Linked DNA regions of Sus scrofa: all the other regions are linked to region 2. The links are chromatin contacts, called in public HiChIP or PLAC-seq maps. All regions are on one chromosome and are shown on one strand. The core of a region is the stretch at or near the end of the contact, and the rest is flanking DNA. Distances in the headings are between cores, read along the strand shown. Region 1 overlaps ITGB8 (integrin subunit beta 8). Region 2 overlaps LOC110255482 (a long non-coding RNA gene). Region 3 overlaps MACC1 (metastasis-associated in colon cancer protein 1). Region 4 overlaps MACC1 (metastasis-associated in colon cancer protein 1). Region 5 overlaps MACC1 (metastasis-associated in colon cancer protein 1).

Evidence for each region. HiChIP or PLAC-seq counts read pairs in DNA pulled down with a chosen protein or histone mark.
Region 1: a contact with region 2 is called in an H3K27ac HiChIP or PLAC-seq map of alveolar macrophages. The contact joins two enhancer-like sites. A contact is called at or near these places in 1 of 47 Hi-C or Micro-C datasets (embryonic fibroblasts) and 1 of 2 datasets of contacts at active chromatin or transcription factors (alveolar macrophages).
Region 3: a contact with region 2 is called in an H3K27ac HiChIP or PLAC-seq map of alveolar macrophages. The contact joins two enhancer-like sites. A contact is called at or near these places in 2 of 2 datasets of contacts at active chromatin or transcription factors (alveolar macrophages and skeletal muscle).
Region 4: an H3K27ac HiChIP or PLAC-seq map of alveolar macrophages shows a contact between it and region 2. The contact joins two enhancer-like sites.
Region 5: a contact with region 2 is called in an H3K27ac HiChIP or PLAC-seq map of alveolar macrophages. The contact joins two enhancer-like sites.

The regions. Positions count from the first base shown.
Region 1 is chr9:89,366,970-89,372,488 of Sscrofa11.1, forward strand. The region is part of intron 1 of ITGB8 (integrin subunit beta 8); the gene reads left to right. Among named protein-coding and RNA genes, the nearest start is that of ITGB8, 27 kb to the left of the region's middle. Within about 2 kb of position 3,187, at least 8 of the 83 cell types and tissues checked have an H3K27ac peak or open chromatin away from gene starts, as enhancers often do. A contact at or near this core is called in alveolar macrophages, where this site is marked.
Region 2 is chr9:88,957,825-88,963,648 of Sscrofa11.1, forward strand. The region is part of intron 2 of LOC110255482 (a long non-coding RNA gene); the gene reads right to left. Among named protein-coding and RNA genes, the nearest start is that of TMEM196, 100 kb to the left of the region's middle. Within about 2 kb of position 2,252, at least 2 of the 83 cell types and tissues checked have an H3K27ac peak or open chromatin away from gene starts, as enhancers often do. A contact at or near this core is called in alveolar macrophages, where this site is marked.
Region 3 is chr9:89,259,528-89,264,699 of Sscrofa11.1, forward strand. All of the region lies in intron 1 of MACC1 (metastasis-associated in colon cancer protein 1), which reads right to left. It also overlaps the pseudogene LOC110255483. Among named protein-coding and RNA genes, the nearest start is that of MACC1, 80 kb to the right of the region's middle. Within about 2 kb of position 2,369, at least 17 of the 83 cell types and tissues checked have an H3K27ac peak or open chromatin away from gene starts, as enhancers often do. A contact at or near this core is called in alveolar macrophages, where this site is marked.
Region 4 is chr9:89,278,952-89,284,474 of Sscrofa11.1, forward strand. All of the region lies in intron 1 of MACC1 (metastasis-associated in colon cancer protein 1), which reads right to left. Among named protein-coding and RNA genes, the nearest start is that of MACC1, 60 kb to the right of the region's middle. Within about 2 kb of position 2,915, at least 2 of the 83 cell types and tissues checked have an H3K27ac peak or open chromatin away from gene starts, as enhancers often do. A contact at or near this core is called in alveolar macrophages, where this site is marked.
Region 5 is chr9:89,242,360-89,247,907 of Sscrofa11.1, forward strand. The region is part of intron 1 of MACC1 (metastasis-associated in colon cancer protein 1); the gene reads right to left. Among named protein-coding and RNA genes, the nearest start is that of MACC1, 97 kb to the right of the region's middle. Within about 2 kb of position 2,377, at least 1 of the 83 cell types and tissues checked has an H3K27ac peak or open chromatin away from gene starts, as enhancers often do. A contact at or near this core is called in alveolar macrophages, where this site is marked.

The DNA of each region.
Region 1 (5,519 bases), core at 1,937-4,436, 410 kb after region 2:
AGGTAGAAAAACAATACTAACAGATGCTATGTTTATTGCTCCTCACCTTTCTTTGTGAGTTTCCCTCACTTTGTCACAAATTCCCACCAGGTGAGTAAATTTCAGAGGACAAACTGATATGCTTAAGAAAAGGTGCAAATGCAAAACTGGATTTGTACCTCTTTAGGAAATATCTTGTTTTATGTTGAATACCTGCTTGGCCCACCAAAAGAAACTTCACTCTTTAGGAAATAATATGAACTGTAAAGTCATTTTCAAATGAAAATGACAAATACTCTTTATACTTTTTCATCTCCTTCCCATTTCAAAGAAGATATAATCTAAAAATGATCAACCAAATTTTTGCCAGATTTCTGAGTTTTACATATCCTTCAAACCTGACAGGTCCTCCTTAATGTGAAGAGATTCCTTCGTTAGTAATAACTGAAGGCATTTTATTTATTTTTTTTTCACATTTCCTGTCACCTCACCATGGATCACCTTGTGTATTGTTTTTATTTCTTATTATACACACCAAACTACTGTGCATTTAGGGTGACCTGAGGCCTCTGCTTGCCTGAGGAGTTCCAGCTTATACCTGTTTCAGCAGTGTAATAATACCCCCTTAAAATTAAAATGTGTTCTGGTATAGAGCATAAATTATACAATCACCCAAGGTAACCTGCAATCAGAACTTTTTCAAAGCAAAGTTGGTTAAAATGTGTGTAAATCAGTCATAATAAAACTTTCTGATAGAGTGGCCTTCTTGAGGTGGCCTGTTTCAACACAAATGAGTGTCATCAGTAGTGGCTTCGCAATGGTTCTTCTTGTAAATTCCATTATGAACTAGAGTTTTGATTTATGCCATCCTAGCCTACTTTAAATACTGATTCATGTTGGGTTTGCCCCAAACAGGGCAGGGCAGACTAATGGAATGTGTAGCCTTGCCCTAACATTTCTTAACTTGCCCAGTGTTGAAAGTGACTTTAGTTTCCCCTTTGCGCTCCAAAAATCTTTATGCTAGCATAAAACCCTGTTGTACTCATATGAATTTTTTGCTATGTAACAAGGGAGGTTGAAACTTGTCCCTGACACAAGGATTACATATAATAAAAGCCTAATAAACCTGGTAAATGAGAAGAAGAGACATCAGTGCTATTTCCTAACATTGGCATTATGAGGAAGTTCTGCTCAGTGAAAAGTTACTCAGCCTCAAAGGGGCAAAGAACATCTGCTGAAGTGGAATTTGATCTAGAGCTGAGCATTAAGAAAAAAACAACTGAGAAGTTCCCATCATAGCTCAGTGGCTTAATGAACCCAACTAGTATCTATGAACACATGGGTTCGATCCCTGGCCTTGCTCAGTGGGTTAAGGATCTGGCTTTGCTGTGAGCTGTGGTGTAGGTTGCAGACGAGGCTCAGATCCCGTGTGGCTGTGGCCGTGGCTGGCAGATGTAGCTCCAATTGGACCCCTAGCCTGGGAACCTCCATACGCTGTGGGTGCGGCCCTAAAAAGACAACAACAACAAAAAAAAGTGAATTTGGTAGTTTTGCATCTGATAATGGTAGCATTCAAAAGTGCTATTTCAATTCAGTATCATTCCATCACACATTCAGAGTTCTTTAGAAAGAAACTACCCTTGCTTTAAAATAAACCAGCATAACAGTATAACATCAGAAGACCAAGTAAGAAAAGAAAATTGTCACTATAGGTACATTTTTTTTTTAACATTTGGAAACATTAGATGATTTCATCCAGATGTGAATCATTAAGTAAACATAGTTCTATTGCCTTCTGCAATAAATAAGTTTTGGAATGTAAGATTATTTTAAAATGCAAGGAGTTTCCATTGTGGCTCAGTGGGTTAAGGATTTGCCATTGCCATAAGCTGTGGCTAGGATCCAGTGTTGCTGTGGCTGTGGCATAGGCCCTAGCTGCAGCTCTAATTCTATTTCTGGCCCACGAACTTACATATGCTACAGGTGCAGCCATTAAAAGAAAAAAAATATCCAAATAATAAGGAGCCAGAAAGATTTCAGAAATTAAATGAAAAACTATAGTCAACTTAGAATATCAATTATTCATCATATATTTATTGTATACCAAGTGCTAGGCTCAGACACTGAGGATAGAAAGAAAATACATGTAAGTACTATCTTCCAGGAACTGACAGCCCAGTAGTCTTACTTTTCCCAGGAAAAGCAAAACATGAAAAAAGTATCTTTAGGGTACATGGTCTATTTTATATAAAGTAATATGCTTAACATTTCTGAAAAAGCATTTACATTAATCCTGCTCAAATATTTCTCATTAATTTTTTCAATGATATATATTTGATGTATAATATAAGTTACTGGTGTAAATCAGAGTGATATAATTTTAAAGGTTATATTCCATCTATTATTGTAAAATATTGGCTATATTACCTATGTTGTACAATGTATCCTTGTAGCTTATTTTTTATACATAATACTTTATACCTCTTAATCCCCTACCAATATTTTGCCCCTTCCCTTTTCCTTCTCTCCATTGGTAACCACTAGTTTGGTCTCTATATCTGTGAGCCTTTTCTTTTTTGTTATATTCACTAGTTTGTTTTTATTTTTTAGATTCTACATGTAAGTGATGTATCATTTGTCTTTTTCTAACTTATTTCACTTAGCATAACACGCTCCAAGTCCATCCATGTTGTTGCAAATGGCAAAATTTCATTCTTTTTTAATATCTGAGTAATATTCCATTGTTTGTATTTATATATACACATACATCTTCTTTATCATCTTATTCACCTGTCAGTGGACACTTAGGTTGCTTCCATATCTTGACCACTGTAAATAATACTGCTATTACTAGCTCTTATTAATATACCTTTCAAAATTCAGATGAAAAACTGAGGTGCTTTGTTCATCTACCAGTAAGAGGGCATTTAAAAACAATTGCTTAAGTAAAATTGGGTTGAATTTTCCTCTTAATGTCAGAAACAGTTCTGAGAGACAACCCAGAAAGGGACAGCAACTCCACAGTAACAAGCAGCCTAGGACCCTTTCCTTCTGTCATCCTTACTGCTGGCCTCCATGAGAAAGACTACCTCTAGTCTAAAGATGGCTGCTGCTGTTCCAAGACATCACATCCATGTTCCAGGCAGGGACAATCAGGACAAGCATAAGGCAAAAAGGGGCCTTCCAGCTGAGTCATCCCCCTTTTTGAGGAATTGTGAGAGAAGCCCTATTAAGCAACTTTTGCCTTCCCCATAGCAGTCATCAGAACTAGTCATATGACTACACAAAAAAGGCTGGAAAATGTGGTGTTCCAGTTTTCCTCAATGCCATCTTGAACAAAACTAGGATGCTCTTAGTAAAGAATAGGCAGACAAATAGCAATCTCTGCCTGCTACTCCAATTATTTATCACTCTGTAGTAGATGTTGCTGGCACCCCATCCAGAATCCTTTTATAGGCTGGCACACCATCCCCAGCCCTCTGAATTCTGGTTGTTAATAAATCATAAATGCCACCTTCTCAGAAGAACTGACTTCCATCCAAAGGGATATCTGGGACTCAAAGATATCTGAGACTTTAACCCACCCTGCCTCCACCCTATCCCCTCCAGGGCATGCAGCTCAATAACTGACTGGGATGAGGGTATAAAAGCCAAACTGCCCTTCCCTCAAGGTGTGACAACTTCATGGTGTCAATTTGCTCCAGCTTCTGGGTGGGTTCTGGCCGATATCAGACTTAACTGCATCAACATCTTTGCTGAGCACCTTATCTGATATTCTTATCTCACTTCCTCTCAAATGATCTGCCAAGAGTCTCTATATCAGATTCTTCCTCTGGGAAACTAAGACAATTATTTTTTCTTAGAATTCTCTCATCCTTTTCCAGAGCCACTTTATAAGAATTGAGTATTATCACACCAGTGCCTTTCCTCCAAATATACCTTTACACTATCAAACCTAATCAATGGGACAAGTAACAGGGGAGACAAGAAAGAGAGCCAAGCTGTTTTTCTCTCAACATAAATACAAGTATATGTTTCTTCACATGCAAGTAGAGGCAAAATTATTTAGACAAAATGATTTTCCCCATAATGATACTTATTTTCATTTATGTGGGCTGAATGCTTATTTGATACAAGTCTGAAAGAAATTAAGCAGAATGATATAGGTAGAAAAGAGGAATTTGCCAATCTAGGCAGAGTGCTGCTGTTAGAAAGTAGTATTTTCTGAATTACAGTTTAGTAACAAACTACAAGTCTTTTTTTTTTTTTGTCTTTTCTAGGGCCACACTCGCGGCATATGGAGGTTCCCAGGCTAGGGGTCCAATCAGAGCTGTAGCTACCGGCCTACACCAGAGCCACAGCAATGCGGGATCCGAGCCACATCTGTGGCCTCCACCATGGCACATGGCAATGCCGGATCCTTAACCCACTGATCAAGGCCAGGGATCGAACCTGCAACCTCATGGTTCCTAGTCAGATTCGTTAACCACTGAGCCATGACAGGAACTCCCCAAACTACAAGTCTTAAAGTTAATTTTTAAAACTAATTCTGTATGAGCGCACTTGAGATTTGGGTTTGTTGCATAAAATTATGTTAGTAGTTGAAGTTTTGCCACAGATGTATTATAATTATTTTAATTATATATGCTTTTTCTATTTCAAAAGTAAAATTGTGTTTCATGTATAATTAAAAAAGTAAATGAAGAACACTAATAAATGAAGAATTCAGTTTCGTATTATATATATGAACTCCAAGGAAAAAACTAGGAGAAAAAGATAAATACCAATAGTTGTATTATTTCCTTGATCTCCCTGTTTTGAGATAATGGCCTCAGGCACTAACTTCCTTCTAATATATTTCTAAGCTCTTCCAAGTTTCCCTACTCAGATCCATCTTTTCCAAAGAACTTCTTATGCTTCCTCCTTTTATGCCATGTCCCTTTACTTAATCTCTATTAAAATTTAACTCGGACTTTGGTTTGTGCCCAATTTTTAAAGAGCCCTAAACCATGCCCTCCTTCCCTATATTGTTTTAGCAGCCATTAGGAAACAGTTCCTGAATCAAAACTTGGAATAGCTAGATAATGGCAAGTGATTAAAATACTAACCTATTTCTTTGTTTTGATTTTTATATCAAATGATAACAAAATTTCTGTGTACAAGTGAGCTTTCAATAATTAAGTAATGTAATGTACTGTAATGTAACATGATTATGGCATACATCTCGAACAAGGAAGTCCTGAGGTTATACTCCAGACTTTATTCTACGTGTCCTCAATTTACCTTGTTTTAATGATTATCAAAGTAGAATACACATCCATTATAATAGTGTTTATTTTTCTTTTAAAGGAAGCATTTTTTTTTTTTTTTTTGTCTTTTTGCCTTTTCTAGGGCCGCTCCCGTGCACATGGAGGTTCCCAGGCTAGGGGTCTAATCAGAGCTGTAGCTACTGGCCTACGCCAGAGCCACAGCAATGTGGGATCGGAGCCGCGTCTGCCACCTACACCACAGCTCACGGCAACGCCGGATCCTTTAACCCA
Region 2 (5,824 bases), core at 1,002-3,501:
TAGCCTCAGTAATTATTTTGGTTTCAAAACCCACAATGAAATTAATGCCAGTAACAGGTTGGCACTACAGAGAACACAATGACAGCTGTGACTGCTATTGACAATGCTCATATGTGGTGCTTCATGTTCATGTGGCTTGCTAGTAATAACCTCTTGTTTCAAGTTCACATTATATAGAACCCATAAAAAATCTATGAAGATAATTCTAAATTATTTGGGGGGGGGAATTTATGTAGTACATGCATGTAAATAACAATATAGTTAAATTTCTAGAAGTAAGCCAAATTGTAATTTTGTTATTTTAGCTTGTGGAACAGTTTCAGTATTTAAATGCACTGCCAAAATTGTTTGGGTTGAGAGTGTGTGGGATTTTTCTTTTTGTTTTTGCCAAGCATAAACTAGGACTATAAACAGTCTGCCTATCCATAATGTTTTGCCTTTAAAATGTGTTTTTACATAACTGAAACCTTTTAGGCAATTAGGAATTGAGTTAACATATGTGGCAAAAGCAATTAGGGACTGCTTGCCAAACCTGAAAAATACATATATATATATATGTATATATATATATATATACATATATATATATATATGACAGAGACTAAAATAGGATGTAAAATCACTTGGAGAGTTACATGGAGAAATCATTCCTATATATCCCAGAAAGATTTCAATCAATAAAAATAAGACTGTACTGGATTTATTTGCTATAATATTAATTTGTTCTTTGAAATATGGCAAAAGCATGTGTTGAAATTTAGCTCATTACTCTCTCAACATAGGTTTGTGGAGATCCTAAAGGACAAAGTTCAAAACCAGGAGACAAAAACCAATGAATTTGTGACAAAGGACCCAAGTATATATAATGAGGAAAGGACAAGAAACAGTGCTGGGGAAACTGGACAGCCACATGCAAAGAAGGAAACTAGACCTCTACATTTTACTACACACAAAAGTTAATTCAAAGTGGATTAAAGACTTGAATGTAAGGCCTGAAACTTTAAAATTCCTAGAAGCAAACATAGAGAAAAAGCTTCTTGACAACTAGTCTTGGCAATGACTTTTGTTGGATCTGACACCAAAAACAAAGGCAACAAAAGCAAAAATAAACAAGTAGGACAAATCAAACTAAAAGCTTCAGTGCAGAAAAAGATCCATCAACAAAAAGAAAAGGCAACAAATTGAATGGGAGAAGATATGTTCAAATTATGTATCTGAGAAGGGGTTAATATATAAAACATATAAAGAACTCATACAACTTAATAGCAAAAAACAAAACCAGACAATCTAATTAAATAATGGAAAGAGGAGCTGAATAAGCATTTTCCCAAAGAAGAAAAATAATTGACAGGTACATGAAAAGGTGTTTAGTCATCAGAGAAATGGAAATCCAATCCACAATGAGATACCACTCACACTTGTTAGAATGGCGGTCATCAAAAAGATGAGATAACAAATGTTGGCAAAAATGTGGAAAAAAGAGAACCTTTGTGCACTGACAGTAGGAATGTAAATTGATACAGCCACCATGGAAGACATTGTGGACATTACTCAAAAAATTACAAACAGAACTACTATGCAGCCCAGGAATCCCATTTGGCATTTATAGCCAAAGAAATGAAAATAGGATTTGGAAGAGATATCCGGACTCCCATGTGCATTGCAGCATTATTCACAATAGCCAAGAAATGGCAACAATGTAAGTGTCTACCAACAGGATAAAGAAGATCTGGGGTACATATACAATGGAATATTATTTAGTCATGAGAAAGAAGATAATCCTGCATTTGTGAAAAACTAGATGAAATTTAGGGCATTATGCTAAGTGACATAAACCAGACAGAGAAAGACAAATGCATAGTGTCACTGATATGTGAAATCTAAAAAAATACAAGAACAAAAACAGTCAAACTCATAGAAATAGAGGAGAAAAGTAGTTGCCAGGGGCTGGAGGGTAGGAGAAATAGTAAGAGATTGGTAAAAGTACACATATTTTCAGCTATAAGATGAATAAGGTCTGAGGATCTAGAAAAAAGTTTTTTGTGCTCCCAAGTACTCATACTCATATGTATCTGGCCCTGATTTCCCAGCTATTCCAAGCACAGATAAAAAACTAATAAACAGAAACCTTAATTAAACAGAATTGGGAGACCAGAAGGGGGAGCTCTCACGCTCTGCAATGTTAGAGTCCAACAGGAAGAAGAAAGACTAAGTTTCTGGCACCAACTCAGCCAATGAAAAGCCAAGGACTCTGTTTACTTCCCCTCCCCCCTCCTCTGTAAAAGACATCTTCCCTCAGCTGTGGCTGTGAGGACTTGCACATGATCCCCTATGGTTGCAGGTTCCAGACTGCAATTCTTTAATGATTGCAAATAAACCTTCTTTTTAACCTCCTGTGGAAGTAACTGGCAGTCTGCTTATTTATTTCATTTTGTCTCAGTGAAGTACAGCTGATTATGAATATCCTGCCTTTGCACATGCTGTTCCCCTTCCTAGAATGCTATTATTTATTTTTTATTTTTTAAGAGGGCTCTCATGCAATTCTTAAAGATATGTTTCAAGTATTACCTTCTCTTAAGAAGAATGAGTAATTACTATTTCTGGAGTCCTTCTAGGACTCTGCTCATAGTTTTTGTATTTAAATGAAATCATTAAACTTTTATTTTCATGCTATATGAATGAAATTATATGTACAAGTGTACAGGGAATCTGTTCTTAAAGTCTTATCACATGGTATTATACTGGCTGTATACCTCAGGAGCTTAAAACACATCATCATTCCTTATTCATGTATATTTTCCCAGTTTCTATGTGCAAATACTGTTTGCACATAGAAGGTACAAAGATAAAAGTTGATTCAATGATATGTGTAAGAAACATGTACAAAAATGTAAAGCAACCATTCTAGTTTACTAATGAAAAAAAAATCCTTCCAAAAAAATACTGGCCTATATAGATATAAAAATCATTAGAAATTCAAATGAAATACTCAAATGTTTATTTGTAACATTTAATTAGTTCATATACTTACATATACATATTTTAAATCACATTATATAAAATGAAACATGACTCTACAATTCCTTATTACTATCCAAATTCTATAAAGATATGGGAACTAAGATTTTATAATTCATAAGTTTATTTCCATAAACGTTGATTGTTGGAATACAGAGTTTTTCTGCAGACCCTGCTACAAGTGATACATAATATAAAGTATATGTACTTTATAAAGTGTGAATTCTAAAATATCACTCATCTCAGAAATTTGGGATAAGTGATTAGAAACATTAATTTTAATTAAACTATTAATTGTCTACTCTTTACATTTATAAATCAAGTTTATTTCAAGCTTTCTTATTCAGGTTCAACTTTGGAATATGAATAATCAGTGAGGCCATTTCTGAATTCATCTAACACCTTTCTAAAGAGGCTATTATGCTCATTCTAAGTTATGTGAAATTCAGAAGCTTTCAAGTTCATGCTTGATGCACTCACTGGACGTTTTATATTCCAAGTACCTAACTATACCACCACCACCATCATCATCATCTTTGTTTCATCTTTCTATAGCTAAAGGTTGTAATAAAAATATTTGTCAAGTGTTATTTCATGCTCCCTAAGGACATAAATGACCACAGTGCTGAAACAGAATTCCAAAGGCCTCTCTGAGCCAAGTACTATGCTCTCCTTTGTTTCTGGGTCATATGGTGGTTCAGAGGGTCCTAGGGGACGAGCTAGGGAAGGACTGGAAGTCAGCAATAGATATTTATGAGCCACAGAATTATTTCCATATTTTGCCTACTGCTTCAACTTTAGTGGTGCATGTAAGTGAAACGTCAGCTGGGCCTATAGCTACATTGCCTACACTCTCCATATGTAAAGTATGTCTTGTGTTGATTTTGAAAATGATCTTTAAGAGTCTAGCTTACAGCAACATTGAACACTTAATTGTGAGGTCATCCTTCAGGAATAATTATTCAATCTTTGTTAAAATCCTTCCACACCTTTTTTTTTTTTTTTTCCTAAAAGATTAAAAAACCCACAGGATTTGTGATGAACTCTGTAACTGCAAAATTAACATTTAATCCAATCAGGCTCAGGATTCAAGTTAGCATTGTGTCTAAATGGAACTTTCCTGTTCAAATTAAATTCAGTGTAAGGGCCCTGCATAATGTGGAAGACCTCAAAATGGCTTTAATATAAGGTAAATATAACCCTGGAGGCATATCTTGGAAAATATATGAAAAATGTTTTATATTAAGGTATATACACAATATATAACCTCTTACGGTTTAAGCATATTAAAATAAAATAAATTCTATGTAAAATGCTCTCCAAAGGGGGAAAATATGAAGTCTTCTTTTCTATTGTTTTAAGACACCTCACTAGTAAGAATTTCAGATCTGATCCTTTCACCATTAGGTTTTCCATGTTTTGAATTTTCTTCTAAGTCCTACAACCTGTTTTAACTTAACTGATTGTATCCAAAATATATTGGCATCTATTACATAGTATGTATATGAAAAATTGGTCTTTTTCTTTATTGAAAGTTATGTAGCCGAGCGTTTTAAAGACACAGAATATCCTTATTTGCTATGGTCCTTACTGCCCTTACCCAGTGGAAACTGGGTAATTATTAACTGGGGGTTTTAGGAGGTACAGATCACAGGTCATTGACTAGGAAATGAAGACTTTACTACATGACATAAGGAAAAATTGAGTACCGGATTATTTTCTGACTCTCAATAATTAGATTTGGCTTTTAACCCAAAACTTACATGAGTCTGATGACAATTCATAGGATGTTTTGTAAGCCAAACTATGTTTTGGGAAAGTAAGTCAGGGACAAAGTGGAAATTGGTGCTGACACATTAAATGATCTCTACTTTGTTCTATAATTTAGGATTGCAGAGGCTTAAAAAATGCAGGCTGTGGTTAATGATTGTCAGCTGGTTTTCCCCAATCCTCATTTTTCTGAGTTTCCATGAAGAAAAGATGGCTTGATGGAAATTTGACAAGCTTCTGACTCAATGATGTGGTATTATACAGGGAACAAACCTACTAATAAACATTTTGGTTTCATTTTAAAGTAAATAACTGATTCCAGCTTGGGGGCATTGTTGTTTACCTTTTTAAAAATTCTCTTTTTGTTATAAGCATCTCCTAATGTTGTTCCAATAAATTTATTTTTTCTTAAGAGAATAAAAATCATACAGGCCTTGCTATATCTTCCACCACGGGGATGTAAATTAAATTGAGTCTGAATACATCTTTGGGGACATGTGTAAACTGTAAAAGGTAAGGCTACAAAGAGAAATTTATGCTGTCCTTCTTCAGGTACCCATCTTTGGAACAGCAAAGATTTACTCAGAAACAGCAAATACTGTTAGGATTAGTCACACAGCAGTAGAACAGCTGGTCTTATTCTCTCTCAAAGTCTGTCCTTTCCCAGAAGGGGATAGCAATTAAAAACAAACAAATAAACAACCTGGTTTTGAATTTTCAAATGTGATAAAACACAGGAGGAGGGGTTTGCTCAAAACCCAGTTCTGGCTTTAACATTTTATATTAATAAAGTTGCCTGAACAGTTTTGGATCAGCATAGTTTTGAAGAACTCTAAATAGTTTTATATCCTGCCATGTGCCCCCATAGTCCATATGAGATTAGCTAAGACTTCAGAGAACTATTTCAAAATCCCTAGAGCAGGGAAAGAGATCATGTAAGCTAATGGATTTTTTTTTCTTTTTTTCTTTTTTTACTGATAAGGAAGCTGAAGCCCAGAGAAGATGAATGTCTTCTCAAAGCAAACCATGAGCAATT
Region 3 (5,172 bases), core at 1,119-3,618, 300 kb after region 2:
CAGAGAAATAAAGGCTAGGAATTTCCTAGGCAGTAGGTACTTAACTACAGGAAATAGTATATTTCTAAATCACTTTTATTCAGGGATAATTTATATAAAATATAACTGTTTTAAGTGTCCTGTCCAATGAGTTTTGACAAATGCATAAACTTCTGTAACCACCATCACAACGAAGATACAGAACATTTATATCATCCAAAATTTCACTGGTGTCCCTATAAAGTTAATCCTACTTTCTCAGTACTAGTTAATCCTTTATATCGCTTTGGATTAATTTCATCTATTCTCTAACTTCACATAAATGAAATCATATGATATGTGAAATTCTTTGTCTTTCACTCATCATAATACTTTTTAGATTTATTCATGTGGTTGCAAGTATCAGCAGTTGATTGCTTTTTATTGCTGAGTAATAGTCCATTGAATATATCTACCACAAATGGTTTAACCATTTACCAGTTAATGAACATTCAGATTATTTACAGTTTTTGAATATTATAAATAGAGCTGATATTAACATTGTATACAGGTACATTTTCATTTCATTGCATAATTGTATAAGAAACTGTTGAATGGTTCTCCAAATAAGTTGTACCTTTGTACAGTACACCATCAGTGTATGAGAGTTTCAATTGTACCATATCTTGGTCACATTTGGTATGTTGGTCTTTTTAAATTTTAGCCATTTCAGCAAGTATGTAGTGATATACCATTGTGATTCTAATTTGTATTCAGGAAACAGTTTGTTTTGAAGAGGACTAGATTAGCAACTGAGACTCCCAGCTTAAAATACTGACTGGCAATAGAGTCACACATGGATCTGAATTCCAAACCTGGTTCAAACAATAGGCGAACCTTGGAGATAGTGACGATTTGGTTATAGACCACTGCAATAAAGTGAATATTTCAATAGAATGGGTCGTGCAAATTTTCTGTTTTCCAAAAAATTATAAAAGTTATATTACACGATACTGTGTTCTACTGAGTGTGCATTAGCATTATTATAAAAAACATACTTTAATTAAAAATACTTTATTGCTAAAAAATGTTAACCACTATCTGAGCAAGTTGTAATCTTCTTCTAACAGTAACATTAAAAATCACTGATCACAAATCACCATAACATATAAAAATAACAAAAAATTTGAAATATGGGAAGAATTACTAAAATGTGACACAGAGGCATGAAATGAGCACATGCAGTCAGAAAAATGATGCCAGAGACTTGCTTGATACAGGGTTGCTACAATCCTTCAGCTTGTAAGGAGCATCTGTGAAGCGCAATAAAGTGAAGTGCAATAAAACAAGGTGTGCCTATATATGCGTGACTACAAACAAGTTGTCTTAGCTTCTTTATGCCTCCATTTTGTTCTCTAAGTAATAGTAAAAAGGGTACCTTGCTCAGATTTGTTTTGAACTTTAAAAAGAACATAAATGTAAAGCACCAAACATAGTGCCTGGATCACAGTAAGTGTTCAGTAAAATTTAGCTAATATTGTTATTCCTATTTCACAGAATGTATAGGGTTATAAATTGTTTTACTTATTTTAAGTTTACTTCTAATGGCCATAGCGATAATGCTATGGCTTTATAGAATCATTCTAACTCAACATATTAAAGTGCTTTAATGTAATTTTTTAAAATAAATCTAATTTTTTCAAAGTTAGCCACAATATAAAGAAGTATTATTCTGGAAGGTATCTTTGCATCTAGTTCTTTTTCTTTTTTTTCTTTTTTTTTTTTTTTTTTTTTTTTTTTTTGGTCTTTTTGCCTTTTCTAGGGCTGCTCCTGTGGCATATGGAGGTTCCCAGGTCAGGGGTCTAATTGGAGCTGTGGCCACAGCAACGCCAGATCTGAGCCTTGTCTGCGACCTACACCACAGCTCACGGCAACGCTGGATCCTTAACCCACTGAGCGAGGCCAGGGATCGAGCCCATAATCTCATGGTTCCTAGTTGGATTCGTTAACCCCTGAGCCATGACAGGAACTCCTAGTTCTTTTTTTTTTTTTTATGGTTTTTTTTTTTGTATTTAAGTTAGGACTTGATCCCAACAAAATATGCTGATACCATTATTTTACATGGCTGTAGTCCTAGAAAGTAGTAATATCAAGTATTTAAAGCAACCTACAATAGATCACAAGCATTCAGCTTGCACTATACCCTCCTCAACCACAAGCAATCTTTGTGGTCTCAATATCTCTCTAAAATGCCAACTTCCATTTTATTATGAATGCCAACTTGTTCTCTCTCCCTTTGCTGGGTCAAATTCCCTACCCAGCTGCTCCCACCCAGGGTGTAGGCAGTTTACTACCACTGCCTGTAACCACTCCTTTGTGGCCTAGCAACACCACAGTCAGCTTCCCTTTCACTTGTCCCATTGCCAAATCTCTCCTCAGGTCTGATATCACAGCCAATTCATCTAGCTTTTGCTTCTGTGTGGTCTGAGAGAGTTGGCACAGAGAGAAGTAGTTAGCTCTGCGACTTCCTGTTGCCTTTTCTTTCACAATTAGGAAAGAGGGTTAGGAGTAGCCAAGAAACATTTATTTTTTAAGAAAAGTGTCATTCTGAGAAAAAACAAAGAGATGCCTTAAAACTCTGAGAAGTTAAGAGTTTGAACTAATTGCTATTCAGTCATTGACTTACTTGGTGACCTTAATATGTTTACCTCTTGAATACTCAGTTTTTTATGAGCTGTTACAGAATTTTTTTAAGGTTATTATTGTTGTCTGTTAACATCAGATATGCAATTAACAAGTTTATACAATGAATTTGCTTTCCAGTCCTCCCAAATAAAATCTCATGTGAATGCCATAATCCCTATGAGTTTGGGAGCATTAGGTAAGAGGGCATGCCAACACTGTCACTATCAATACAAAGATCAAATCACTTTGAGGGCCAGGCTGAAGTTACTGGGGAGAGTTCTAGTAAGAAAAAAATAGAATCCTGGCACTAGAAGATGGCAGTTATCAGTAAAGAGCTTCAGGCACAGCAAATAAGCAGAAGTCTATTTATTAACCAGTACTGGGAATGGATGCAGCACGTGAATTGGTCAATATTCTGGGTATGTAAGGGTAAGAATTATACAGATTTATCTTGCTAGTGGGTCATATTGGTCCTGAATATCAGTAAGGAGGTCTATCTTACCAGCAATGGTTCTAGACATGCCTCCAGACATAGCACTGTGAGAAAAAACAAGAAACCATTCACCATGTCACAAGTTGCTCCATTTTTATGCCTCATTTCTGATATTTTTTCCTCTCACCCATATACACTCATTCCATCATAGCTGAGCAAGAAGAAAATTATGGTTCACTGTTTCCCACAGCTTTTTGCTTGATATTAAATTAAGTTGGAGTTCCCATCATGTCACAGCGGAAATGAATCTGACTAGGAACCATGATGTTGCGGGTTTGATCCCTGCCCTCATATAGTGGGTTGAGGATACGGCATTGCCATGAGCTGTGGTGTGGGTCGCAAACACAACTTGGATCTGGCATTGCTGTGGCTGTGGCGTAGGCCGGCAGCTACAGCTCCGAATAGACCCCTAGTTTGGGAACCTCCATATGCTGTGGGTGCAGCCCTAAAAAGACAAAAGACAAAAAAAAAAAAAAAATTAAGTCAACTCTCACTATCCATACCCCTACCTAGATCTGGACCTATTGAAGGATAGGTTTCCCTCATTCTTGGCAACTTCTTCTTGTCTCAGAATAGATTCTGGACTTCACCTTGCCTGCCTGCTTAAGTTTGTTTATTCCAGACCCTCCACATCTAACTAGACCTCCATTCCTGATTCCTCCTGTTATATCCAGTCCTGTGGCCATCCATGTATTATGCTTAAAATCACTCTTGGCTTCTTGTCTATAACCACTCAGGAGACTGTGGCAGGATGGCTAGAAAAGAGTCCATCACTGTCACAAGGATTATTACAAAAAGGCCTCCATGAATAATATGTAAATCCCTCTAAGACTGTTCAGAGATGAGCTCTAGATTTCACAAGTGTAAAATTTCTTAAGGTGCTTGCACATACTAAAATGTTGGCATCAGAATCTTCTCACTTTGATTCCCATAAGCTGATATGCTGTCTATAAAAAGATGCTAATCTCTCTTTGAAAACTTGGGCCTCAACTACCCTGACACACAAGATAATTTTCAACTTTCAAGGAAGAAACAAAATAAATCACTTACAGAATTTCTTGTTTTTGGTTAACATTTCATATTTCAAAATTCTTGCTCTAAGACAAATGAATTCTATCCTAAAAGTGCTTACCCAACTTTACAGCTTTCTTGCCTATTGGACAAGTATGAATTAAACAAATATACATTCAAATATCAAAAATGAAATTTAGTTTTATAACTAATATATATGTTATTTCTACTCTAGGAGTCCCTTATCACAAAAGTCAGAATATACATTTTTATCTTGTATATAAGAGTTTCTCTCTTTTTTTTTGGCTGTGTCCATGGCATGTGGAAGTTCCTAGGCCAGGGATCAAACCCATGCCACAGTAGTAGCCAGAGCTACTGCAGTGATAGTGCTGGATCCTTAACATGCTATGCCACAGATAACTTTAAAGACTCTCTCATGCTTTAAATTTTTTCCATTATCCTTCCAAATATAGTATCTGGTTGCAGAATGAAGCTGACATGTCTGAGAAAAGGAGGTAGGGCATTTAATTCTCTAGGTATGTATCACATCCTGCTTAGTCTCTGAGTTGCCCACTGTTGTGGCTCCTTCTGTAATGTTATAACTGTGTGGCTATGGAGTATCCTGAGTTGGGTTGTGCTGCTTGGTCTTGAGAGTGCATCCTGTTAATGTTGCTGATGTACATGGACTTTGCCCTACCTCTAGTTACAAAGACCCTACACTCTCCATTCTATGTGGCAACTATAGTCCTCCTGATAATCACTAGGAAATGTAGCACTTAGGATGGTCTTGGTGGCCTAAGATTTTTTGTTTCCTCCACACAACATCAAAGTGAGATTTCACTCAGACCTACCCACTTTGATACTTATTTAACTATTGCTCTGTAAATGTTCCTAGCATTTCACACTCACGAAACTTCTTTGTGAAACTTCCTATTATCCTAGGCTATGTTCAGGAATCAGGGCATCAGTCCCTATGGTCTTTGGACTTCTCAAACTTACTTGGATGTTATTAATGCCTTCTTTGG
Region 4 (5,523 bases), core at 1,665-4,164, 320 kb after region 2:
GCTGGTTCCTAGTCAGATTACTTACCCACTGTGCCATGACGGGAACTCCAGAATTCTGAAACTTTCTAAGGGCCATGGTCTGCTAAAAACTTAGAAGAAGCCCTTAAAGAAAAATAATTATGTAACAATACACATATAATTATGTACATTTCCCTTCAAATATATATCTTTCCAGTACAGGGTTTCCCAACATTGTCACTATTAACACACTGGGCCAGACAATTCTTTGTTGTTGAGGAGATACCCTGTACATTTTAGGATGTTTGCATGTATTCTTAGCCTCTCGCAGTCATAGCTTTTCAGTTATAATAACTAAAAGTGCCTTCATATGTTGCCAAATATGCCACAGGGTCAAATTTGCCCCCAGTTGACAACCACTGTTGTTGATAGACATAGGGGCATGCTATGATATGGAAACATGAATTTGTGTGTCTAAATATGGAAAGAGAGAAGATAGTGTTTGTGTAGGTCATGTGATTCAGTGGTTAAGAACAGCCAAAATCACACAGAGAAATTTCTATCACATATTAGCTGTTAAATCTTCAAAATAAGGGTGAAGTAGGATTTTAAAGAGTTATTCACATTTAGCAACAAAATGCATTTAAAGCACTCAGCATATTGCTCAGCACTACTTGAGTAAATACTCCGCAACTATCAAGACTTATTATCATAGGAGATCCAGCTAATGCAATCGTCTCTTTGTCTCTGTGTCTCTGTCTCTCTCTCTGCGTCTCTGTCTCTCTCTCTGCATTACATATAGATACACATACATATTATACAAGCATTTGCATACATACATGTTTATACGTGTATATATAAATTGGCATATATGAATGTGAGTTCTTTACTCTGGGTATACTGGGAGAAGGGGCCCAGAAAGAGTGAACTATACCATAATGCAAAACAGATGTTAGTTTGCTAGTTAATTTTTTTAGCAGATTAAAAAAAGAGGAGTTAAGTAAGCTTAATCTGGCATGTTTGAAGAATAAGGTAATCAAAGTTATAATTAATAGAGTGTTAGCACATAAAACCAAACATGGATTACCCATTTCAAAACATTTAAAACACAATAAAATGCATTTAACACTAAAACCAACATGATTAATTCATTTTTATGTCAGCAATTTTTATAAATAACTTATTCTTTCTTAGCTCTCTGCTAAGCACTGATTTATTTTTTGATGAAATTTTAGGAATGTGCAGTTCTTCAAGATAATAATTTTAAATATTTTTTCTCTTCAAGGTTGTAAAAGATTTGAGTTTATATTAACTCCATATATCATCTCAAAGTGTTTAGAGAGTATTGATATTGCTAACAATCACTTATTTCCACTGTATTTGCTCCTTTCTCATATAAATTTAAAATACAGTGTCATATGAGATCTCTAGTGTACTTACTTATCCACAAATTAAACTCTTATGTCAAATACTAAGAAGCTCTTTTGTAAATTTAAATAGTTTTCGTTCCTATCACTATGGTAACTTAGAAATATATAATTATTCTCTACCGCATCCCTAATAAAAATTAATTCTGCCTCAGTATCTGGAAAAGGAGGTACTTATTTGCCAACAAAGTAAAACTATTAAATCTACTGGCAGATGAGATGCTGGAAAATTTTTCCCTATATTAAACCGAAGTCTGGCTCAAATTTATACACACTATATTAATCATCTGATCACTGCAAGCAACAGAAAAAAAAGTTTAGAATTTTTCCATATAGCAATTCTATACACACTTGACATCAACTCTTACACCCTCATATATACGTGTATATGTGTATACATATATAAAGAATATATGTATCCATATATATATATACACACACACACACACATACATGGAGAGAGAAAGAGAAGAGAATAATAGGGAAAATATAAACAAAAACTTGTAAATCTTGTGCTATTGTTGCAAAATATTGTTAACCTTGAAACAATATCTAAATTAAAAGTTTACATAAAAAAATCATATGGGCAAATCCAAAACTGCCTACCCTCAAAAATGAAGTTTTGTTATTCCAAGGCTTTTATTCATTATTTGGTACTTAAATGGATGTGCATAAAACGTGAAGTCATAATGCTAGGAACTTTAACCTCACAAATATGCAACGAGTTATTTATAGTGATAGTTACATCAATAGCATTTTCTTCTCAACATTTCATTTAAAAGAGAAAAACATCTAAAGAAACAGTACTCTAGTTAGGCACAGGGAATTTTTAGTTAGAAGTTTATATGAATACTCAGGAAAGTGTCTATTTATCTGCCAAATGAATACAAAACACACAGTAATTATCAGTTTCAAGGACTCTAACCAGAACTATGAGAAATTATTTCATTTCGAAACCTGAAACAAGAAGAAATTTGATTAATTTGGGGAGTCAAAAATACACCTGCTGTATGTCTCTTAAGCCTCTATCAAATTATAAAATGCATTTCCACTTTTTTTTTTTTTTTTTTGGCCAGGTTGTAATATATATGGTAGTTTCATTTTTCTTCTGTGGTGTGTTATTCATCTTTATTTCCATTTCTGGTTTTTAAATGAAACCTCACAATCCTGCTGAGAACCCTTGCTTTCATATCATTTTTGAAACCAGACGTTCATGATGAAGCCACAAAACAACTCAGCAATAATACATATTAAAGAAGCATGCCGTTTTGAATTCATATTTAGGGGATTTGGCAAAGAAATCATAATTTGACATACCAGAAGTGGCCTAGCAGATAAAATCTAAACCTAAACTCAGATTGTTCATCATTTCTCTACTCACAGATGTCTTAACTTTCTTCCTTCCTTTCTTCCTCCCTTCATTCCTTCTTTCTCTTTTCCTTTATTTCTTTCTTCAGTCTTGGAAGAAGTAGAAATTAGGATGTAGACCAGAGCTGGGCACTTGATGTCTCACAACCACATGGTGGAAGCAGAGAATAAATACAGTATACTCTACAATCAGGAACTTTGTCATCTGAAGTCATAAGCAGACCTTGGCAACATGGAGCATTTAGTCACCATCACAAATTCAAGCAAATGTATGTATATCCACATATACCCCAATGGTTCAGAATTAGGAGAGTAACAACCCAGGCATTCCCCAGGTGGGAAGGGACACTCCCTTGGAAGTGGGTGAATTCCCACTGGATGTCCCCATTTCTGTTGGGGATCTCAGCTCACATTCCCTGACGGGGAGCCCCAAGGGTTTCTTAGTTGCTTTCTTCAGGGTTGGGAACAGAATTGAGAACCTTGCCAAACTGGGGAAATCTAGCAAGCTCTTCATTGTTAAATAAGACATGGGATAAATTAAAAATTGAGAAATCTCTAGGACAGTTCCTTTATGGCTTCTAACTCAACTCATAATAATGATGAGATTTAATCTATGTTCTACTGAAGAGACTGAAAAAATATCACCATGAGCTTTCCACTGGATACCCTATAAGTAAAGTAAGATGGTTATCCATGAATGTCAATTGTTCTGTAGATATATCTGCACAAATTGGTACTTCATTGCTTGCACACATTTATAGGGAAGCATTTACATAGTAACAAGCTAGAATATATATAAACAGGTAAATTTTATGGTGACAGTATGATAAATATATATTTTATATTATATACTTTATATATATTATATACATATATACATAACATCACCGTACAAAATTTAATCGTTTTGTTATTCTGTATTTTTAATGCAAAAACAGCCTCTTTTGGGATTCGATGGAGAAAAGGTAGTCTTTTCAACAGCTGATATTAGGACAACTAACTGAACTAAGTACACATTCATATGCAAAAATAAATAAAAAGAATATGGACACAGACCTTACATCCTTCACAAAAATTAACTCAAAGTGAATTATGGACCTGGATGTAAAACACAAAACTATAAAACTTCTTGGAGGTAACATAACAGAAAATTTAGATGACCTTGTGTTTAATGATAATATTTTAGATACAAAACTGAAGACATGATACATGAAAGAAAGAACAGATAAGCAGGACTTTATTAAATAATAAAATTTCTGCTCTGCAAAAGACACTGGCAAGAGAATAAAAAGACAAGGCACAGACTAGAATAAAATGTTTGCAAAAAACTCATGTTATTTTCTGCTGCATAAAATAAACCACCCCAAAAGTTAGTTAAACAAGTGATCTTTTATTTCTTTCAACTTTGTGGGTTGATTGTCTGTGCTCCACTTAGTTTTGAATGGTATCATTCATGTGGCTACTTTCAGCTGATAATTCAGCTAGGGTTAGAACATCCAAGATGTCTTCATTTACATTTTCAGTATTGGTGCTGGCTGTCAGCTGAGATCCTTCTTTTTCTCTTCTATTTGGCCTTTTATCCTCAAGGCTCTCTATCCACATTCCTTTCTGACAGAATATCTTCAACTTCTTTACATGGCACTTGGCTTCCAAAGGAGTGAACAGAATCTGCAAGGCCCCATAAGTACTAGCCTTGGAAGTTGCATTCTATTGGTCAAAATAAGTCCAGAGGCCAAATTCAAGAAAGGGGAAGCAGATGTCATCTCTTGACAGACAAAGGGCAGTCACATTGCAAAAGAGCACATGGGACATCAGGGCCATGGTGAGAACTATCGCCTACAAAAATATAATACTTTTCCACTGAACTTATTTTAAATTTATATTGTTTCTTAAAGTTTAAATATTTATAAATTATAATAAGCAAGTGTCCTGTATAATTTTCTTTATAGGATGAAGATGTGACTTTAAGTCCTAAGTTTTTTTTTAATCAAAGTCCAGATTATTAAATTGCTAAAATTGTAAAAACAAAACTCAAAACATACTCAATCATGTTCTCTAAATATAGGTCTTCTTAACAGTTTTTTGAGAGCTTCCAACAGGAGGTGGGTGTGGATCATATGGCCTTATGAACTAGTTGGTTTATATCCTAATAATTATGAGAATTACGTGTAAGCCATAATAGTTCAGTCTTCACCTTGACTACCAAGAAGCATTTTGTAACTTCATCCATAACGTCATTTAAACATACACCCATTCCTATATTTTATTACTTCATTGTTTCTTTTATTCTATAATCATGACTTCTTGGCTATTTTCTGCCCTGGTTCTTTTTTTACTTTGACTATAAGTCACTTAAGTTTTTCAGAAAGATTTTAAATAACAGGTTTATATTAACATATAAAAGGAGAATATAAGAATGACAGACAATGAGGTTACTATCCTATAGATCAAGAAGCCAAAGCTATGAAAACACATCTCACCAAAGGTTTTTCATAACTTCCAACATAAATATCAAGAAGCAAAAGGAGGGAACTCACCTTCTGAGTCTCAAAATTCAAACTAGTTCTATTTATATCATAGAGTAAAGGTCCTCAAAAGGACTCAGATTGGTAAATCTAAAGCTAAGGTACAGATACTGTATTTCTTTTTCAAGATTAATAAGGCACAAGTTTTTCTGCCCTGTACTTATAGATATGTATTTATTCAATCTTTCTCTTATAAATAAACATATTCTTTTAAAAATAGCCAACAACTTTTTACCAAAAGATGT
Region 5 (5,548 bases), core at 1,127-3,626, 280 kb after region 2:
AACTGAATGGAAAAACTAGAGAGCCAAGAAATAAACACCTTCATCTATGATCAATAAATATACAACAAAGAGGCAAGAATATACAATGAACAAAAGATAGTCTCTTCAAAATGGTGCTAGGAAAACTGGACAATTAAAGGTAAAACAGCAGAGTTCCCATCTTGGCCCAGTGGGAACAAAACTGACTAGCATCCATGAGGATGCAGGTTCGATCCCTGGCCTCACTAAGTGGGTCAAGGATCTGGCATTGCTGTGTGCTGTGGTATAGGTCACCGACAGGATTGGATCTGGTGTTGCTGTGGCTGTGGTATAAGCCAAAGGCTATAGCTTTGATTCAACCCCTAGCCTGGGAGCTTCCTATATGCCATGGGTTTGGCCCTAAAAAGTCAAACAAAAAAAAAGATAAAACAGTGAGATTAGAACATTTCTTCATACCATATATGAAAATAAACTCAAAAGTGAATTACAGTCCTAAATGTAAGGCCAGAAACCATAAAACTCCTAGAAGAGAACATAGGCAGAACTTTCTTTGACATAAACCACAGCAATAATTTTTGTAATCTGTCACCAAAGGCAAAATAAACAAAAGGAAAAACAAGTAAGTGAGAGCTAATTAAACTTAAAAGCTCTTGCACAGCAAAAGAAACCATCTGCAAAACAGAAAGACAACCTATAGCTTGAAAGAAAATATTTGCAAATGATATGACCAACAAGAGTTATTATCAAAAATATATGAACAGCTTATATAACTCTATATATAAAAAAAAACCAGGAGTTTCCTTGTGGCACAGTTGGTTAAGGACACAGCATTGTCACTAAAATGGCTCAGGATGGTGCTGTGGTACAGGTTCAATCCCTGACCTGGGAGCTTCCACATGCTGTGGGTGTGCCACCTCCCCCCCAACAAAAAAAATATAAAATGAGCAGAGGCCCTAAATAATATTTTTTCCAAAGAAGACATATAAATGGCTAACAGGAACATGAAAGGATGCTCCACATTGGTAATTATTAGAGAAATTCAAATCAAAACTTCAATATCACCTCACAGCTGTCAGAATGGCTATCATTAAAAAGTCTAAAAATAGGGGTTCCCATTTGGCTTAGTGGAAACAAACCCAACTAGCATCCATGATGATTCAGGTTCCTGGCCTTGCTCAGTGGGTTAAGGATCTGGCTTTGCTGAGAGCTGTGGTGTAGGGTGGCAGACATGGCTTGGGTCCCACGTTGCTGTTGCTGTGGTGTAGGCTGGCAGCTATAGCTCTGATTTGATCACTAGCCTGGAAACTTCCTATGCCGTGGGTGTGGCCCTAAAGAGATTAAAAAAAAAAAGTCTACAAATAACTAATTTTGGACAGGATGTGGATTAAAGGCAACCTTCGTACACTGATGATGAAGTTGGTACAGCCACTATGGAAAACATTATGGAAGTTCCTCAACTAAAAAAAGAACAGTCATATGATCTAGTGATTTTACTCCTGGGTGTATATCCAGAAAAAATGAATATGCTAATTCGAAAGAATGTATGCACCTCAAATGTTCATAGCAGCATTATTACAATAGCCGAGTGATATAGAAGTAAACTAAGGACCTATCAACAGATGAATGGATAAAGAAGTTTAAGTTTATACTAAACCAAATTTAGTTTCTCTCTAAAGGACCAATAATACGTTAAGTTTGAAAGCTATAATCATGGACAGCAAGACTTTACATGGTAAAATGAATATCCCTGTTTCTCTCTTCTCACTTGTCTCAGCTTCTTTGTGCCTAGTACACTATAGATTCTCAATAAATGCTTGTTGGATGAATTAACAAATAAATGGATGATCTCAAAAAAAACTTCTAAAATTTTAAATAAGAATCTATGAAAGTGAATTATTTGATCCGTATTTATTGATATCATAACTAAAGAACTATGGTACAATACTGCAAAACTGTGCAAAAGTAGGTAAGTGCATTTGTGCTTTTGAAGGAGAGGATTAGATTTTTGTAAGCAATATATTCAGAAAAAAGAATATTACCTAAAAGCATTATAAAAGGTACCAAATGTTGAAAATGATCAAAGCATTCTCCTAGAGACAAGGAATACAAAGATGAATACAGTACTTGTTTTCAAGAAATTCACAATGTAATAGGAGAAATTAACTCATAAGCAAATTAAAATAAATATATGTATAAAATAGAGGTGCATTTATAATACAAATATATGCATATACATAAATATATGCATATAAAAATATTGTCCTGCTCAGAAGCAGGAATAATCAATGCTGTTGTGGGATAGAGTATAAGCAGGAAAAGGGAGCACTGAAGTATGCCTCTGGGGATAGTTTGATTCAGTCTCAAAGATGAGTCGGATGTTTTGAGTCAGACATGAGCAAGAATGTTTAGGCTACAAGTGGATGATGTGGAATAGCAGAGAGGCCAAAACCAAAAGTGGCCAGTTGAGGGAAAGGCAGTGATATCAGTGTGGTGAAAAGCAGGTTGAAAGGGATGGGAGGGTGGGGGAAACTAAAATAAAAGGGCTTTGTTTGCCATATGGGAGAATTTAGATTTTATACTGCAAGCCAGTGGATTTCAAATTATAGAATTTCCTTAGAGCCTACTAGGAAAAATAGCTTCCTTGCTCACATCTGTTTAGTCCTCCACTTAAAACTTCCTTTATGAAAAATAGTTTCAAAATCTCTGCATAGACAAAGAGGCTGGGAAAGATATTTTTGTTTTTGTTTTTGTGAATAATGAGGTCAGAGTCACATCTTAAGAAGTCAATGACCGGATCTTCAGTATAGGTGAAAGGATCCTGAGGTCAGATCCTAAGAATAATTAGATTGCCCAAATGAAAGATCTAGGAAGCCTATTCCAAGATGGCAGCAGGTGGGATGGAAAGAAGACCACTGGAACAGAAAGTTGGTGATCTCTACAACTATTTTTTCATCTCTCTGGAGTAAATGATTGAACTCAGGATTAAGAAGAAGCAGATTAGAATTAGTCCCAGGGTTTACCTTGAGTTTTCGCATATATAAAGTTGTTTGTCACCAGGATAAGGAGTAAAAGAGGATGACTAGGCTTGGGTGCAAAAATATGAGTTAACTTTGAACTATTGTAGTCTATATAAATGAGTATGTATATTCAAGAGTTGGGCATAAAAGTATGGAGCAAGATAACAAAATTGAGACTGAAGATACAGCTTTGAGAACTAACGACACAGCAATGTGCTTTTAGATAAGTATGTAGTAGATCACTCCAGAAAGAAGTGAATATATGAAAAGTCCAAAAATAAAATGTGCTTTATTTTATTTAATGGATAGGTAGAAGAATAAAAATCTGTGAGACAAACTAAGAAAGGAAGGAGAAACTAGGACACTGTAGTGTCACATGAGATAACAGAAGTTGCAAGGAGACAGTCAGTAAGACCAAGATCACATAAGAAAAGGATTGAGGAGAATGTACTGAATTTGTCAATGTACATCTCCTTAGAGACTTCTGTAAAGCAGATCCATTGGTGGTATAGTGAAAGCAGAAATAGTGCTATAGTTAAGAAAGTTAGGAATTCACTGAATAGAAAGAAAGTACTGGGGTTCCATATCCTAGTATTGATTTGTATGTGCTGAGGTTGTTAGAGGCATCAAGAAAGTCAACATGGCTGTAGGGAAATACCAGTAAATACAGAATTTCTATTTACTAATGAGACCAGTACCATCTTATAGGGTAGAGGTATTGGTTGTAAGGACTATATGATATTTAAAGCAGATTAAGAAGCAGTTTTGGAGGAAAAATAAATAGATTAACAGACTTCAAGTTTGACAAGTGATTTATAACTTTATCTATTCATTCTGGATTTATTTAGTTATGTTGCCATAAAAAATTAGATCAAACTAATGAGATATTCCAAATTCAAAATGCCACGTAATTACCATAACCAAGAGACCTGGTGCCAGGAATTGGCAAATCTCTGTATTCCTTTGTCTTGAAGGTAGAAGAAACATTAAAGCATTCTGAAGGCAATGAAGCAGGACAAAAACATATAAAAAGGCTCTCTTCCAACTGTGAAAAAAGATGAAGAATACTATGGCCCTTCTAGCATTAACAATTAAAAAAATGTTTTGTAAACTTCAAGGGTTAACATATTTAGTTAATTTGGTGAGGAAGGCAATGACCTATTTTCTATAACTATGCTCAATGGGAGAACAAGTGAAACTTACTTTTCAAAGACTCTTTCTTCCAAGAAGAAAAATGCTTACTCATAAAACACTTAAGTTTTTTTTTAATGAAGGATAGAACTTAAGGATTTATATTTGCTTTAATTTTGATGAAACGTCTATGATCTTTATCTATGAACTAACACATTCCTAAATATATAGCTTTAGGTGTTCCCGTTATGGCTCAATGGAAACGAATCTAACTAGCATCCATGAGGACACAGGTTTGATCCCTGGCCTTGCTCAGTGGGTTAAGGATCCAGTGTTGCTATGAGCTGCAGTATAGGTTGCAGCTTGGCTCCTGTGTAGCTGTGGCTGTTGTGTAGGCCAGCAGCTGCAGCTCTGACTGGACGCCTAGCCTGGGAACCTCCATGTGCTGCAGGTGCGGCCCTAAAAAGACAAAAATAAATAAATAAATAAATAAATAAATAAATAGCTTTTAAAAAGTTGAATTCTTCCAATTGTTTTATTTAACAGGTTGCAGTGTATCTTACCCCAAATTCATATTCCTATTACTAGTTTGTTGAGATTTGACAGATACCGGCAGAGAAGGTCTATAAGTTCCTTAAAATAAGATAGCTGTATCTTCAGGACTACATAGATGTTCAATAAATTCGTAAGGAATGAAATAATAGTGGACAAAAGTTCACTTATTCCCCTTGTGATTTTATCCTATTTAAAAAAAAAATTCTCCTCAGCACTTAAAAAAGATTAAAGACTCAATAACTATTAATCTTGAAAATAGATTTCATTTGGACCCACTTGATTGGTTGAAAAAGTTATTGTTTATACCAACAGGAATATTCGAGTCCAAATATGGAGAAATCAATGCCAAGAGGGACAAGGAGATGACATAAAGGGGGGAAAAGAGTGTAAGAGTATAACAGACTAGAGATACTCGTGCCTAAAAGGGGACAGGCAGCAGTTGCACAACTCCAGGATGTTATGCCGCATGGCATATTTCAGGAGATCTCAGAAATATGTGTTTTGAGGCCAAATATCCTAATTAAAAATGTTAAACTCAATTGCTTTCTAAAATACCATGTGATTGACTCCCTCCGCTCTAGGTAGATACTTGGCAATTAAGGTCTTTAGACATCAAATCCATTAAAAGGGGTGAACAGTTACAATGAACAGATTACGGGTTCAGCCTGGTGCCATCTGAATTACAAAAAAGCTTTCTCACTAATGAGAGTATAAAATACACTCTGTACAGCTGTCGGAATTATTATCAAATTCTCTTTTCCTCTTTTGAGCTGTAGTGGTCTGAAATGTCACCACAATCTGAAACCTGAACATCAAAATGATTAAGAAGAAAATATACTTAGAGACTCTTGCATAATTCATCATAG